Linked DNA regions of Mus musculus: region 1 is linked to region 2. The links are chromatin contacts, called in public HiChIP or PLAC-seq maps. All regions are on one chromosome and are shown on one strand. The core of a region is the stretch at or near the end of the contact, and the rest is flanking DNA. Distances in the headings are between cores, read along the strand shown. Region 1 holds the start of BB218582 (expressed sequence BB218582). Region 2 overlaps Gm14015 (predicted gene 14015).

Evidence for each region. HiChIP or PLAC-seq counts read pairs in DNA pulled down with a chosen protein or histone mark.
Region 1: an H3K4me3 HiChIP or PLAC-seq map of craniofacial prominence shows a contact between it and region 2, with 4 times the contacts expected there. The contact joins the promoter of BB218582 here to the enhancer-like site in region 2. A contact is called at or near these places in 1 of 484 Hi-C or Micro-C datasets (nephron progenitors), 6 of 115 datasets of contacts at active chromatin or transcription factors (cardiomyocytes, craniofacial prominence, embryonic basal ganglia and 3 more) and 1 of 9 other capture datasets (embryonic stem cells).

What each region holds. Positions count from the first base shown.
Region 1 is chr2:106,648,384-106,652,714 of GRCm38.p6, forward strand. It overlaps BB218582 (expressed sequence BB218582), which reads right to left and starts at 1,981. Exons shown (of 7, transcript NR_137201.1): 1 at 1,911-1,981.
Region 2 is chr2:106,459,856-106,464,193 of GRCm38.p6, forward strand. Gm14015 (predicted gene 14015) reads right to left here. Exons shown (of 3, transcript NR_040637.1): 3 at 3,968-4,338. Among named protein-coding and RNA genes, the nearest start is that of Gm46755, 33 kb to the left of the region's middle. Within about 2 kb of position 1,331, at least 18 of the 459 cell types and tissues checked have an H3K27ac peak or open chromatin away from gene starts, as enhancers often do. A contact at or near this core is called in craniofacial prominence, where this site is marked.

The DNA of each region.
Region 1 (4,331 bases), core at 731-3,230, 190 kb after region 2:
GGAAGGAAGGAAGGAAGGAAGGAAGGAAGGAAGGAAGGAAGGAAGGAAGGAAGGAAGGAAGGAGAGAAAGAAGAAAGGTTGGTCACTCCCACAGAGGAAAACAAACAAATCATTTAAAGACATGCAACTATTTTTCAACACTAGCAGTGAACCTTCCTTCTATTGACCTAAAGTATGTCGTACTGGTGAGCAATTTGTTTGTTTGGATCTATTTTATCTTTATTAGAAAGGTTTATGGAGCTTTTGATGTTGCAGAAAAGCACAATATAGAATGAACCAAATATCATTTTCCCAGTCCTGCGTGCAGTGCGGGACTTGGGGCTGTTTACAATCTAGCTCTTCAGTGGTGAAGCACTACCCAGTGTTATTAACATCGTCTCCCACAAATTTCTCTCCCAGCCTAATACCTCATTCTGATTAATGGACTAGTAGCAGGGACTACTTCCAAAAAAAAAAAAAATCTGTTTTGCTTAGAGTATCTATTTAGATTCAACAAAACAAATAGTTGCACATATTAAGGAATATGGTGTTTTAGAACAAAGAAAGCAGCCAAGATTACAGGAAAGTTAACTGTTCCCTGGGGAGAAACCCTAGTGTTTAAACTGTTTCATCAGCAACAACTCGGAAATTGTTTTAATGGTGTTTTGAACATCTTATCCTTGTAAAAATAATGCCTATGCTCACAGCACACAGTGGATGAAATCTAGGCTTCAAGTTGGGCAAGTGGGTGTTTGTGGGGTGCAGCGGCGCTATTTCTATGCTGTCTGATACGGATAAAGATAAAGGAAAGCACAGAAACAACGATTGCCTTCAGACTGTTGACGACAACAAACACTTTTCAGGTTCCAGAGACAATTACCTCCTAGTCCCAAATTACTGGGCAAAACCCACATCATAAAACCTATGTAATAGCAGCCGATGAGAAATCACACAGGAAGGGTAACTGAAGCCCTCTGTATCTGTAAGAACAAATCTGTGCCTACAGAGCTCGCTCGCTTCCTCTTCTCAGATGGAAACACCTTATCCCTTTTTTCTCTCCTGATAATCTAGACCTCCAGTTACAAATGGAGGCCCCTAAATATTTGAGAGGATGCACTTTCCTTACATTCTAAACTTCACTTTACCCTCCTCCTGTGGGGCTGTAGGGGACAACAGGGAGACACTATACTACCTTCTGATTTTTAAATAGTGCTGAGGCTGTGGGGTATCACACATTTCTGCTTTTGATATTAACCTGACAGTAGCTAGGAATTCATGATTATCTTAGTGTAAGAGAGAAACCTTCTCATAAATTTAAAAAGTAAAAGTAAATAAATTATCCCCACTCGATGCAGGCTAACACCAGTAGATTACCTTGAAGAAACTTCGAGATTGTCATAGGGCGGAATTCACACACACACACACACACACACACACACACACACACACACACACCCTTATTTTAAGCTAGGGTCTTAAGTCTGAGCCACCACCGCCTTGGAATGTGACAGTCTCTCCTCATGTGGTCTAAGCTACCGACTGCTGTTGCGTGGGATCTTTCCCTCTGCCTTGGTAAAGCCTGTTTGAACTAGCCTGTGTTTGGAGGCAGAAGTTCTTTGGTAAAACGTATCATTATTTACGTACAAGAAAGCGATACGTTGTCTCTTAAATTAATTAGAAAGTGGTCTGAAAAGGATTTTTTTTTAAATCAACAAAAACCAGAAATCTTCGGGTAAAGAGGGAAAGAAGGAAGAAAAGGTTCAAATACAAAGCTGATTGTTTGCAGAGAGCCTGCCGCTCCTTTTGTGCCTAACTGAACCACGCCAGGAGCCCTCTTGAATCTCTACAAGAATACAGTTTCAGATCATCTGCATTCAGGGCCAGAGTCATGGCCCTGGAACCGATAATTGCCTCTGACAGGATTTAATTACCTTCTCCAGGACCTTTTCTCTGTTTGATTGGAGACCACCCCCTGCCTCCGATCAAATCAGACAGTAATAACACGCTGAAGCGCAGCAGCCAATCACGAGTCAAGTCTGAACAGTGACCTTGCTGAGCCGAAGCTGATTGGTGGTGTCAGCCTTGTCAACGGTGTCAGTGAACCATCAGACAAGAGCGAGCGAGGGGGGAGCGCAGGAGAGCCTGGGAGATAAGAGGCCCGCATTAACGCTAATGGAGGCTGTCAGCATTCAAGGCTCCAGGCCTCCTTGCTGGCGGCCTTGCACAAAAAAAAAAAAAAAAAACAAAAACAAAAAACAAAAATATGGAAGAACTCACACAAGTCTAAAATACTCAGAAGAGGAACGAACGCGTTCGTTTCTCCAGTGTGGGGAAATCTATTCAAGGTATAATTCACATGCAATTCAGATAAAATGACAGATACAGGCACAGTGTGTGACAGAATAATTTTTTATGAAAAGAAAAAAGGTCCCACAGAACAACTAAATGTATTTGGGGCTGCTAGGGACTGAGGCGGGGCCGTGGGGCGGAGGGCGGGGGGTGGGACTATGGGACTTTTTCATTTTTAACTATAGGACTGAGAGACATGGGTGTGTAAGAGGCATTACAAAATTCTGCATTTAATACCAAGCTGACTTACTTGCTGTATTATTTATGACTGTTGTAGTGTGAGATATAAGCCTACGCATGATCTTAAGGAGGACGAATACATTCATTAAATGGCCAACTTTTATGTATCTATCATTTTAAGACTGTTTATAGTTATGCATAATTCTAATGACTTGTATATATGTATATATCCCCACGAAGACATAAAACTTGGCTCACCTCTGTTCCTTTTGTAAATCTGGTTATCCCCCCAAAACAACATCAGGACATCGTGAACTCAAATAGACAAAAAAATGTTTCCAAGCAGCTGAGCCTTGGAGGAAAACACTGTATCATTAGGTCTGTACTAATTTAGAATTTAATTTATTCATTACATTTTTCTATAAACTAAGTAATCTTCCTTGTTACATTTATTTTGTTTATGACTCATTTACCTCCTTCCAACTCCAGCAAGAACTATGAAAACAAATTTACAGGAGCTCGTTGGATATTTATTAAAGAGTCATCTTCAGCTACACTTAGTAGAAATGAAGGATTTACTACTTGTATGCAGCACACCTTTTAAATAAACCTTTTAAGAAAGTTTGGTCACATCCAATTCTCTCTCAAAAAAAAAAAAAAAAAAGAGTTTTTTATGACTCTGTACTGTAGCCAAATTCTCTGTTACTTTTAAAATAATGTCAACTCCCGCCAGTGTAAGGTCAGCTCCTCTGTCATCTACATTGAGAGATATCTTTGTACCATGTCCTGCATGGTGGTGGACTTCCATGGAAATAGCCCCTGCGGAAGATTAGTGGTTTGTTTTTTTATTCCTCTTTATTTTTTATCCACCTACTCACCAAGAAAGGCATATTTAAATAAAGGGTTTCCTTCAAATCTATGACTCTTCTCTGTGGTAGTCATGAATGTAAAAGACCATTTAATTAATGTATAAATAAATCATGTTTTTATATTAGATGCAGTATGCAAAGGATTTGGTAAGATGAGATGAGTTTTTTTACTTTTGAGGGTTTTTTTTTTTTAAACAAATCAAAGGAATATAGCATCACCTTGAAATTGTTCTTCCTTTTTGGAAACTTAAGATTAATACAAGTCATCTGGGGGAAAATATACATAAGAAATCAGAAACGTTAGAGTCCAGGTCTGGCTTAACCATTGTCAAGCTGACCACACTGTGTCAAACTGTTTTGTTTACATGAGTGTTGGTATTCTTGGCTATTTATAAAACGCAATTAGAATGAGGTTACCCCAAGAACTCAAAGTTTGTACAATGCAAGTAGCATCACCATGGAAACATGCTAACAGTTGTGACTCTCGGGAACTGTCGGTTGTGAGCTGCTAGGCTCTGCTGCATCAGGCCTATCATATCGCACACTCACAGACCACTGCTCAGACCCAAACACACTTGACCAGTATAGAAAAGTAGATAACACCTGTCACTATCGCTGTCAACACTAGAACCAAACACGCCGAATCCCTTGGCTCTCTCCCATCCCTACTTTTTGCCACTTGGAATTAATAAGTTGTACTCAGACAAGAGCTGAAGTGTTATTGAAACAGTATGACAAACTTTTCATTCCTAGACTCTAGAGACACCCTGTGATCTTAGCCACGGGACACGGGACAAACACTTCCTAGAGACAGGGTTAAACACAACCTAACTCATGTGTGGTGATGATAATCTATTTCTGATTTATGTTATCATAATACATTTCAAGTAATAGTCACTTTGGACCAGTATCTCCAACTCCCAAATATATAGAACTCTGAAAATAAGGACAAGC
Region 2 (4,338 bases), core at 81-2,580:
CAAAAATGGAATGAAATGAGCATCAGAAGATGGGTGGGTGATGGGGCTCATTAAAGGCTGGGAAGTGGAGACAGGAAGTTACATTGTAAGGTGTTTGGGGGCATAGTGAAGGTTCTTGGCTATGAGTGAGATAGAAAGCCATTGGCCAGTCTGGAACCAATGGTACTCAAAACTAAAATGGTTCTCTCTCCCTCTCTCCCTCTCTCCCTCTCTCCCTCTCTCCCTCTCTCCCTCTCTCCCTCTCTCCCTCTCTCCCTCTCTCCCTCTCTCCCTCTCTCCCTCTCTCCCTCTCTCCCTCTCTCCCTCTCTTTGTAGTAGAAGTAGATTGGGGAATGTGATTGGCTCAAAGCCCACTACAATTTAGGGAGAGAAAATTGAGGAGTCTTTGAACAAAATGAATGAGAAATAAATAGTAAAAAGTTGATGGATAGGAGAAACATTTTGAACATAATGAAGATGAGAAGACCTGAGAGGTTGGATATAGGAGTGTGGAAAAGGGGGAGGCATGGATCCTTCCAAGGACAGAACAAATGAAACATAGTGCTACCATGAGGAAGAGTGGGGGAAACTAGGTGTTGTTGTTGAGTATTTTAGATATTAAGAAGAAAAATCCAGCAAAGAATTACTACAAAAATCTAAAGTCCAAAACAGAGGCATCAGTTGGCAATTTTAGGCACCAGGAGCTGTAGGCATCACAAGAACAAGGAAAGTCATGAGAAAAAGATGAGAAAACCAATAAAGTTTAGATACACAGATGTGAAGACTTCCCAGGTCTGACTCTGTGGCCTTCCCCACAGGAGCTGGGTGGCCTCGTGTGTACAGACAGCAGCTCTCTTCAAAAACGCTGCTCATCTAAAATATGTTTTTCCTGTGGTTTGACTTTTTGCTGAACTCCAACTTCCCCAGTTTGAATAGGACTTTTCTACTTCATTTTAAGCATTGCGAGTGTTTTCCATGCATAGGCTCCTAAGTTCATTGACACGTCAGGAATGGACTGCCAGAGCAAACGCTGAGCTAGCCAAAGACAGAATTTGGGTTTATCTTGGATTGTAGGACCACCATGGCCTGGCTACCACAACCTGTCCCTTCCTGGGCTCTTGGAAGTCATGAGAAGGCCAGTTAGGTCAAATCTGAAACTGAGGTCTCTGAGGACCTGAGTCAGCGTCCCGGTGACGGGTGCCAGACACACGGAGGGACTCCTCCCTTATTGATGGCCAGCCTGATTAATCTGGCGCCTAATCAGACTCCTTTGAAGGGAGCTCAGAGGGCAATGTAAGAATAGCACACCTGTTTCCACTTGACTCCAATCCTGAAATAATTCTGCGGCTCCTACAAGATTTGAAACAAATTAAATTTGAAAGGGCAGAGAGGGCAGCTTTGAATGGCTGGCTCTGTGGAGAACGCGGGGTTTTGATCCAGGAAATGGCTGAATTGAGCTGTGGCAGCTGGTATGGTGTTAGTGCAGGACTGTGACTCCAGCCTTTCACAGTGACTTCTTCTAACCTGTTATCCCTGGCATCAAGCTTCGGCTGCCTGGCCTTTGACAGCATAAGAAGGTTATAATGGTACGACGCAAAAAAGCAACTGTCAAGAGGAGACGGTGTTGGGGGCTATTTGTGGAATCTCTGTGAAGACCCATTTAGCCATAAACGGAAGCAATGACAGGCACCGTTCTATGCAACCCACAGGAAGATTATTGTTGGGCCGGACACTTAATCATTCCTTCGATCAAGATACTGAAGCCCGGAGAATCCTGCTGCTGCCAGCAAAGCTCGGTGTGGAAGGCAGGGGCTTCCAGGCCAGAGCTCTCTACTTGTGCTTATCTTTCAAGTGGTCCCAGGGTGAGTCACAGGAAGTGTTGTCAGAAGAGTCCCAGGCCTGCCTCTACCTCTGCAGAGCCTAGAGGTTTTGGGTGCAGTGAGTGGGAAGCAAGACAAAAGGACAGTTTTTCCATCTGGACCAAAGATCCAGAAAGTGCAATGATAAGAGATGCCATTGCAGGCCTGGGATAGCAACCGATTCCTCTCTTCTACCGCTGCTCACTCTGTAGCCAGAAACAATTACCAAGCATTGTCAGGTGACAGGTAGTGGGTTTCTAGCTTGGTAAATGGGTCTTTCCATACTCACAGACCTGCCACTTTGATCTTCGTTGTAGACACAGCCAGATGTGATCCGTGTGGTAACCCGCTTCCTTGATCTTTTGCCAGTAAAGGGTTTGATGGAGAAGCTGAGCAATATGAGGCCACTGTGTTTTACGGTATCTGTTACTAATACCTCGTCCTCGGCAACAGACCTTTCCTGCCTGGGACCTGGGGCAGCTGATTAAGCACTCCTGTTAGCCCGAGTCTGGCCGTGGCTGATTTTTTAAGGCTTCCCTTCATCCCTTACACAGAGAGAGGAACTAAAGACCTGATTTGCCCAGCCACTTTGACCTTTGCTTCCAGATCCTTGAGGGCTGGAACATTTCAATGAGGCAGAATGCAGAGATCTCTCTAATGAGGTTTGTCAGGGCCTGCTGTTTGATAAGGGGTGGATTCCATGACTGTTAATTTTCCTCCTCACTGATGTTCCTATGGCCTTTGATAACTGAGATCACACACATGGAGGCGTGTCTTTCATGTTCCCCAGCCTCATGGCCAGGGGTCTGCCAAGGCATCATTAATATGCACCTCCGTGTGGCTGGTGGGAAAACGGATGGGAAATAAAGAAGCCGAGGCTGCCTGTTACCAGAGCTCAGAAAACCTGTCATGCTCAGATGTTTAAAAGTAGAGTCCTTGCCAGGACACCAGAAAACAAATGGGAGTCACTTGCACAGTGGCATTCTAAGATCAGAACTATTTACTGTCGCCTTAAGCATGGAGGAGACTTCTTAAATCTCACCCAGGCTGGACTCCTCCTCAGCCCTCTGTCTTCTTACCAGACACTGCTTTGGTGGGAGGTTTGGGGTTGGGGTTAATTGTGGAAAACTTAAGGGACATTAAACAGAGCTGGAAACAAGATCTAGAAATGAAATAGAAAGCAGTTTATGTTTTTATTTAGGCAGAAGTAACTATTCACCAGCCATGTTCACTACCATCTCTGGAGTGAATGTCTTCTAATCAATACCCCTACCCTTTCTCCATTAAGGGAAAGGAGCTGGTAGGTTTTTTTTTTTTTCCAGGGTGTTTCATAGTATGAGTGTTAAGGGCAATGCCCCACTACAGAGAGGTGATTTCTCAGGAGATTCATCAGCAGAGGGACTGACATTTAGCGATCCAATTCGTTCAAGTGCACACTGCACGTTTCATGTCCTCCCCAAATCTCTTCCTTTCTGCTTAGCTCATGGCCCCTCGAGGTGACGTCTAACTACCTTGACAGGGTTGATATCAGTAGCTAAGGAAAGAGCATATGAAATTCTTTGCATAAAATCCAGCATTTCAAGGAACGATTGTATTAATGGCATTTGAATCGTAGTACTTCCTCACCCGTGATCTCCCCTCCTCTGACCTATGCTCCTTATTAATTGCTGGTGTGAACTTTCAACAAAGATACTCTCATTATGCCATGCTTCTGCTCAAAACCCCCAAGTGACTTCCTATTGCCTACAGAAGAATCTGAGACATCAGCCTGGTCTATTCCTGCCTCTTTACTCTTTCCCCAGTAGCACCTGATAAATGTTTAATACCCAGTACTCTTAGGGAGGAGAGACAGGAAATTATGTAGGCATATGCATACTCTCTTATAATGTTGTATCATATAGCAGATGTGTAGCAAACCCACAGTCTATAAATAATAAGTATACAACACTCCATTATAAATTCTATTTCATCAGTTTAGTCATAGTGAATGCTTTTGTTCATCTTTGCTGAACTGTGTCTGTTATCAAACTGTAGCTGGAATTAATGAACAGGCATATCAGAGACAAGAGCATAGATGACGTTTCCTTTAATATCTAAGATGAAAGCAAAACACCGAAACTTCACTTATTCATCAAAAATGTATTCTTTTATCTATGTCAGAAATTCGCAAGCACCAAAGGAGGATCACAGTATTACTGTTTTGCACAATTTACAATGCAATGGCTATTAAAAAAGAAAAAAACAAAACTTGCTACATAGCATCACTTTCTCTTACATGATCAAGAAAAACATAAACCCAAGCCTGGAATGGTAACATCTGGCCATTTCTATGGCCACCATAGTATGGCCAATTTCCATAAAGATATCAGTGAAGTTTCCGTCTCCTCCATGTACATTAGCTATAAATAATATGGGTAAAAGTAAATTGTCTTAAATGCTTAGTGACCTGAGTTGCATGCTCATTGCCGCTACTTTAATATAATTTTATTCTAAAATGAAG